Regions from separate parts of the Mus musculus genome. Here region 2 is linked to region 1. Evidence: chromatin contacts called from public Micro-C data. All regions are on one chromosome and are shown on one strand. The core of a region is the stretch at or near the end of the contact, and the rest is flanking DNA. Distances in the headings are between cores, read along the strand shown. Region 1 holds the start of Paqr9 (progestin and adipoQ receptor family member IX). Region 2 has its middle 12 kb from the start of Gm25582.

Region 1 (2,919 bases), core at 304-2,803:
TTACAAGATTCTGTTTAGTGATGAAGGTGGCCCTTTTGATTTTAAAATGAACATAAAATAAAAATTTAAAATTCAATCGAAAGCCTTTTCCTAAGTGGGATGGTCCTTCCTAGCAGTCCGATTCCTCCTAGTGAAGGTTAGTGGGTGTTCTAGTTTCATATATGAAGTCTAACAGCAGACTGCCTGTGTTCACATTCACCACCTGGGTGTACTCAACATGGCCATGGTGCCTCCATTTTCCTTATCTGCAAAATGGGGGAAAGAGTATCTAAGATATTTTAAAGCTGTAAGACATCAAGTGCCTAACACCTCAAAACTGTATGTATATCTTTGTTATACCAAGGTGAAGACTCCGGTCAGATGAAGCCACACCCGGAGTATCACTGAAAGATGGAACACGGTGAACATTTGAGACGTCACTGGGAGACCCCCATCTTGGAAGTCTAGGTTATGATATTTTTCACACCGCTGCTCATCACAAACCTCTGAACTCTTCAAGTCTCCTTTTCTTCGGGCCCCTTGCCTGAAGAAACTCATACTAGACCTGCCAGGTACTTCTAAGGTTAATTATGCATAGGTTTCTCTAAACCATCGATGCTAAGCCTCTAGGAACCCTCTCAACTCTCTTTTCTGGTTTGTTCTAGAAGACGCCTATAGTCTTCCCTCATCTGCTTCCTCCCGAGGCTCCTGCACAGCTCTGCTTGGGAAACCCTTTTTAATACATTCCCCGGCTCCTTAGAGGCGTTCTGAATCCCCAAACCATCATCTGAAACTGTTCCTGAAAATCCGTTGTCGAGCGCTCCTGAGCTCTTCATCGGATTCCTAGTTAAAGAAGCCACAGAGGAGTAAGCTGGGGCTTCCGAGTTGGTGAGTTGAGCTGAAGACCAGCTTGGGAATTGTCCCTTTAGGTCCCTTTAGACACCACAAAGAGAGAGAGGAGGAGGATAGTGACGCACCTGAATAGGTCCGCTAGAGTAAGGAAATAAACTAGGACTTGACGTGGATTGAGTAGGAGGGCAACACTCACACACACACACAGAGGGGGGCACACACACACTCACACACGGATGACAGACAGCAGAACAGAGAGGCAGGCAGCACCAGCTGTCTGACAACCGCCAAGCTCGGATTCGGACACCGTCTCTAAGCGGGTACCGCAGTGCCCTCCCTGACACCTCCGCAGGTTACAGTTAGAGCATCCCTCCGCCCAGCCCGGCTCCCCGCCCCCCACGAACTCGGGTCCCCAGTGTCCTCTAGAACGCCGGCGTGGCTGTCGCACTTCGAACCCCCTCGCCCACCCTTGCCCACCCTCTCGCCCTGGGCGCCGGCGGCCGCGTCTCTGGCCAGCCTCCGGCCCCGCATCAATCATTAACGCGGCGGCCCGAGCGGTCGCAGCCCGAGAAGGGGGGGATGGTAGGAGACGCAAGACAGGGGACACCTCCATCCCCCCGCCGCGGCGCAGACACCCTAACCCCGGGGGCCCCCGCCCTGCGCGGCGCCGCCCTCCCCCGCCAGCGCCTCGCGCACATCCCGCCTCCCGCCGCCCGCCCCGCGCGCACGATGCCCAGTCACCGCCGCGCCGCCGCCGCCGCCACCACCGCCACCACCGCCGCAGTCAGCCGCGCCACCGCCGCCACCGCAGCGCGGCCGGCCGCGGGCTGAGAGACCCGAGCGTGGCGAGGACGCCGCCGGCAAGCCGCGCGCGCAGCAGCAGCCTCCCGCCCGGTGCGCCGAGCCCCCGGAGCAGCCCGCTTCCAAGCCGAGGCCGCGTAGCCAACCTGCGGCCGCGGTCCCGCGCGCGCGCGCGCGCACAAAGGCTCCGACGGCGCCCGGCGCCCGCGGTGGCCTCGCGCGCGCCCTAGCTAAGCCCGGGGCACCATGCCGCGGCGCCTGCAGCAGCGGGGCGCCGGCGTGAAGGGACCGCCGGCCTCGACCTCCCGGCGCTCGCATCCCGCCTCCGCCTCCGCCCCCCGGAGCCCGCCGGCGGCCACGACCAAGCCGCTGCTGCGCTGGGACGAGGTGCCCGATGACTTCGTGGAGTGCTTCATCCTGTCCGGCTACCGGCGGCTGCCGTGCACCGCGCAAGAGTGCCTGGCCTCGGTGCTGAAGCCCACCAATGAGACGCTCAACTTCTGGACGCACTTCATCCCGCTGCTGCTGTTCCTCAGTAAGTTCTGCCGCCTCTTCTTCCTGGGCGGCAGCGATGTGCCCTTCCACCACCCCTGGCTGCTGCCGCTGTGGTGCTATGCGTCGGGGGTGCTGCTGACCTTCGCCATGAGCTGCACGGCGCACGTGTTCAGCTGCCTGTCGCTGCGCCTGCGCGCCGCCTTCTTCTACCTGGACTACGCTTCCATCAGCTACTATGGCTTCGGCAGCACCGTGGCCTACTACTACTACCTGCTGCCCAGCCTGAGCCTGCTGGACGCCAGGGTCATGACGCCGTATGTGCAGCAGCGCCTGGGCTGGCACGTGGACTGCACCCGCCTCATCGCGGTCTACCGCGCGCTCGTGCTGCCCGTGGCCTTCGTGCTGGCTGTGGCCTGCACCGTGGCTTGCTGTAAGAGCCGCACCGACTGGTGCTCCTACCCGTTCGCCCTGCGCACCTTCGTCTTCGTCATGCCGCTCAGCATGGCCTGCCCCATTATGCTAGAGAGCTGGCTCTTCGACCTGCGAGGCGAGAACCCCACACTCTTCGTGCACTTCTACCGCCGCTACTTCTGGCTGGTGGTGGCCGCCTTCTTCAACGTGAGCAAGATCCCTGAGCGCATCCAGCCGGGTCTCTTCGACATCATTGGCCACAGCCATCAGCTCTTCCACATCTTCACTTTCCTCAGCATCTATGACCAGGTGTACTACGTGGAAGAGGGCCTGCGCCAGTTCCTCCAGGCACCCCCTGCCGCGCCCACCTTCTCGGGCACA
Region 2 (2,919 bases), core at 257-2,756, 53 kb after region 1:
AGCTGTTATAGTGTCAAAAACCAGGTGCTAACACCAAGATGTTGCAAGGCAAAAACTTTACTTTTATGGCCAGGCCAGAGTTATAATCTCCTCAAGTATAGGAGAATGGAAGCAGCCCAGACCAGAAACAGAAAGACCTTTTTATGGCAAACAAGCAAGTTATTAAAAAAAGAAGAAGAAAAAACCCTAGAATTTTGCAGTGATTTTTATGATCATAGAAAAGGTATGTGTTATGAATTTATGGTCAGACATGTTATGGGTTTATAGTAAGACGGTCAACATACCATGAAACATTTTATGGACAGTCAAGTCTCAAAACAATGAGGACAATTTACAATGTGTAGTTCACTAGATTATTGAGGAAAACAAAACAACAACAACAACAACTCTTAGTTAAGGGCATGATCAAAATCTAACATTGTTGAACCAAAAAGAAAATTGGAGTCAGCTGCCCCTGAGCAAACTTACTGTCTAAGGTGACTGTCTATCACTGAAGGAAGCCATGGCAGGAACTCAATCAGAGACCACTGAAGAACTGCTTACTGGCTTGCCCAGCTGCCTTTCTCTTACAGCCTAGGCCCACCTGCCTAGAGAGGGTACCACCCAGCGTGAGCTGGTTCCCCTTCCATCAACCAGCAGTCAAGAAAATGCCCCACAGACATGGCCACATGCCCATCTTATGGCGGCAACCCCTCAACTGACATTTCCTCATCCCAGTTATGTCAAGTTGACAAGGGAGAGTGACAGTTCTACTCTTTCATATCCTAGCTGCTGATCATTACTGGGGACAGACTTATCTCCACAGATATGGGGGTAGTATCTCAGGTAAGGTATTTCCCTTGAACATCACATCCAATGGAAGATAATCCCACCCACTTGCATTTTTAATCTGAGTGGCGATTTGAAACGGAAGTCAAAGCCATTCATACAAGCAAACCCTCTGTTGGCTGATAGCCTTCTATTTCAGGCACCGCTTCAAGGCTTTTTGCTATGTAATATATGCAAAATGATGCATGCATACATTTATCAAGTACTTCTGCTAAATTTCCCTTTTATGGTGGAGATGACAAGAGATGCACACCAACAAACAGTAACATTTTGAAATCTAGATAAGCTTTCTGTTAGGTTTCAGAGAAGCTCTAGACAAAGGGCTAACTGAGATACCTATTAAGATATCAAAGCAGCGATGGCCAGCTCTTCAGCATCCCTCAGTACCAGTGGCTCCGCCCAGCACTTCTCACCCCACCCCCTGCCCTAAACCTCTCCATCCCCCGAGCTTCACTTCCCTTCCCCCAGCTGTTCTTCCCTATGTAACCTCAGCCATTTTGGTTCCTGATTCCACTCTTGGCCTCTTGGTTCTTTTGGTTCCCATGTGCTCTCTCCGTTCCCTCTCTCTTGTCTTCCTCTCTCTCCCCACCCCTTCTTCTCTCTGGGTGAGGTTCAGTCTGAGCCATTCCAGACCCTCTCTCCCCACCCCCTCTTCTCTCTGGGTGGGGTTCAGTCTGAAGCATTCCGGATGCGTCTGGCTCTGCTCACCTTCACCTCTTCAACAGGAACTTTCTCCTCTACCATACCCAGGAGTGGCCGCTTCTCATTTTCATTCCCTTGCTATTTATAATAAAAGCAGCAATGTTACAAAGCATTAAGATGATTGTAACTGATACCTGACACCGGTAAGATAACTTTTAGCAGAGCACTCAGAGAGAAGAACCATCTCTCTCCTGGTGTTCTCTTCTTTCAAGACCAGATTTTTCAATCCAGGTTTGGTAGTGCCAGCTTTTGGAATCCCAGCACTCTGGAGGCAGAGGCATGCTGATTTCTGATTTCAGGTCTAGCCTGGACTCCACAAGTTCCAGGCCAATCAAGGCTACTTAGTAACACCTTGCCTAAAACACAAAGCAAACAACCACAAAACAGAACACAGTGAGAAACAAAACTGGGCTTTTCAAGGTTCTTATCCCATTGATTTAAACTAAAGGAGAAAAAACTCTTGGGGTTGGAGAGACAGCTTGGTGGTTAAGAGAATTGGCTACTCTTCTAGAAAACCTGAGTTTGAGGCCCAGCTGAAGAGCTCTGGTAGCCCTAAGCTTGGCAAACAAACTCTTGCAGGTCTTGCCCTCTCCCACTGGACATATCTGTGCTTTGTTGAGGCTCATTAGGGCAAAGCTCGTTCCACCAGGACAAAAGAATAGGATGTAAGTTCTACTTCACGCCCTGGCTTCTACCTGGGTTCTAACCCGGAATGTTACTTACTCTTCTCTCTACCTTTTAAAAGTTAGTTCAGGCTGCACGAGGTGTTTGCATGCCTTTAATCCTGGCAAAGGTAGACTGATCTCTGTGTGTTCCAGGCCAGCCTGGTTTACACAGTGAATGGCAGGACAATCAGGGCTACATATTGACACTCATCTTTAAAAAAAAAAAAAAAAAAAGGAAAAGAAAAGAAAAAGGAGTTAATTTTGCTAGGCCTGTCATGTTATGGAGAATGGAGGATTAGCTCTCCTCTTAATGAGATAATGCATCTTTCTTTCCCAGAAGCCGCTCCCTTGAGGAAGCCACTCACACGCCTTCTGTCGGGCAGCACTGCAGAGCCTCAGCTCTGCCAGCTGCCTGCTTTTCTTATTGTAACTTTTCCTTTCTCTTTATTTCTTTGTTGTCTTTCTCTCTTTCCTTCCTTCCTCCCTCCCTCCCTCCCTCCCTCCCTCCCTCCCTCCCTCCCTCCCTTCCTTCCTTCCTTCCTTCCTTTCTTTTTTCACTAACCAAAGCCAGGGCATGCTTTCCCTGACGCTCTGGGTCTCCACACTTATTCTATGAAGCTCCATTCCCCCGCCCCAGGCCCCGCCCACTTATGCCACTTTACTGATTACCAATCTCCATCACAAAAGACACAGCTTCCGGATCACCTAGCCAAGTGTCCAGTTG

What was found. A called contact is a pair of places that touch in the nucleus more often than the background predicts.
Region 2: a contact with region 1 is called in a Micro-C map of embryonic stem cells, with 1.8 times the contacts expected there. The contact joins the enhancer-like site here to the promoter of Paqr9 in region 1. A contact is called at or near these places in 7 of 39 promoter capture datasets (3T3-L1-derived adipocytes, the HPC-7 cell line, embryonic stem cells and 4 more), 11 of 484 Hi-C or Micro-C datasets (the HPC-7 cell line, embryonic fibroblasts, embryonic stem cells and 2 more), 4 of 115 datasets of contacts at active chromatin or transcription factors (embryonic stem cells, liver, pancreatic cancer cells and 1 more) and 3 of 9 other capture datasets (adipose tissue, liver and pancreatic islet).

The regions. Positions count from the first base shown.
Region 1 is chr9:95,558,081-95,560,999 of GRCm38.p6, forward strand. Paqr9 (progestin and adipoQ receptor family member IX) reads left to right here and starts at 1,554. Exons shown (of 1, transcript NM_198414.3): 1 at 1,554-2,919. The coding sequence starts at 1,879.
Region 2 is chr9:95,611,070-95,613,988 of GRCm38.p6, forward strand. No RefSeq gene overlaps it. Among named protein-coding and RNA genes, the nearest start is that of Gm25582, 12 kb to the right of the region's middle. Within about 2 kb of position 1,507, at least 14 of the 459 cell types and tissues checked have an H3K27ac peak or open chromatin away from gene starts, as enhancers often do. A contact at or near this core is called in embryonic stem cells, where this site is marked.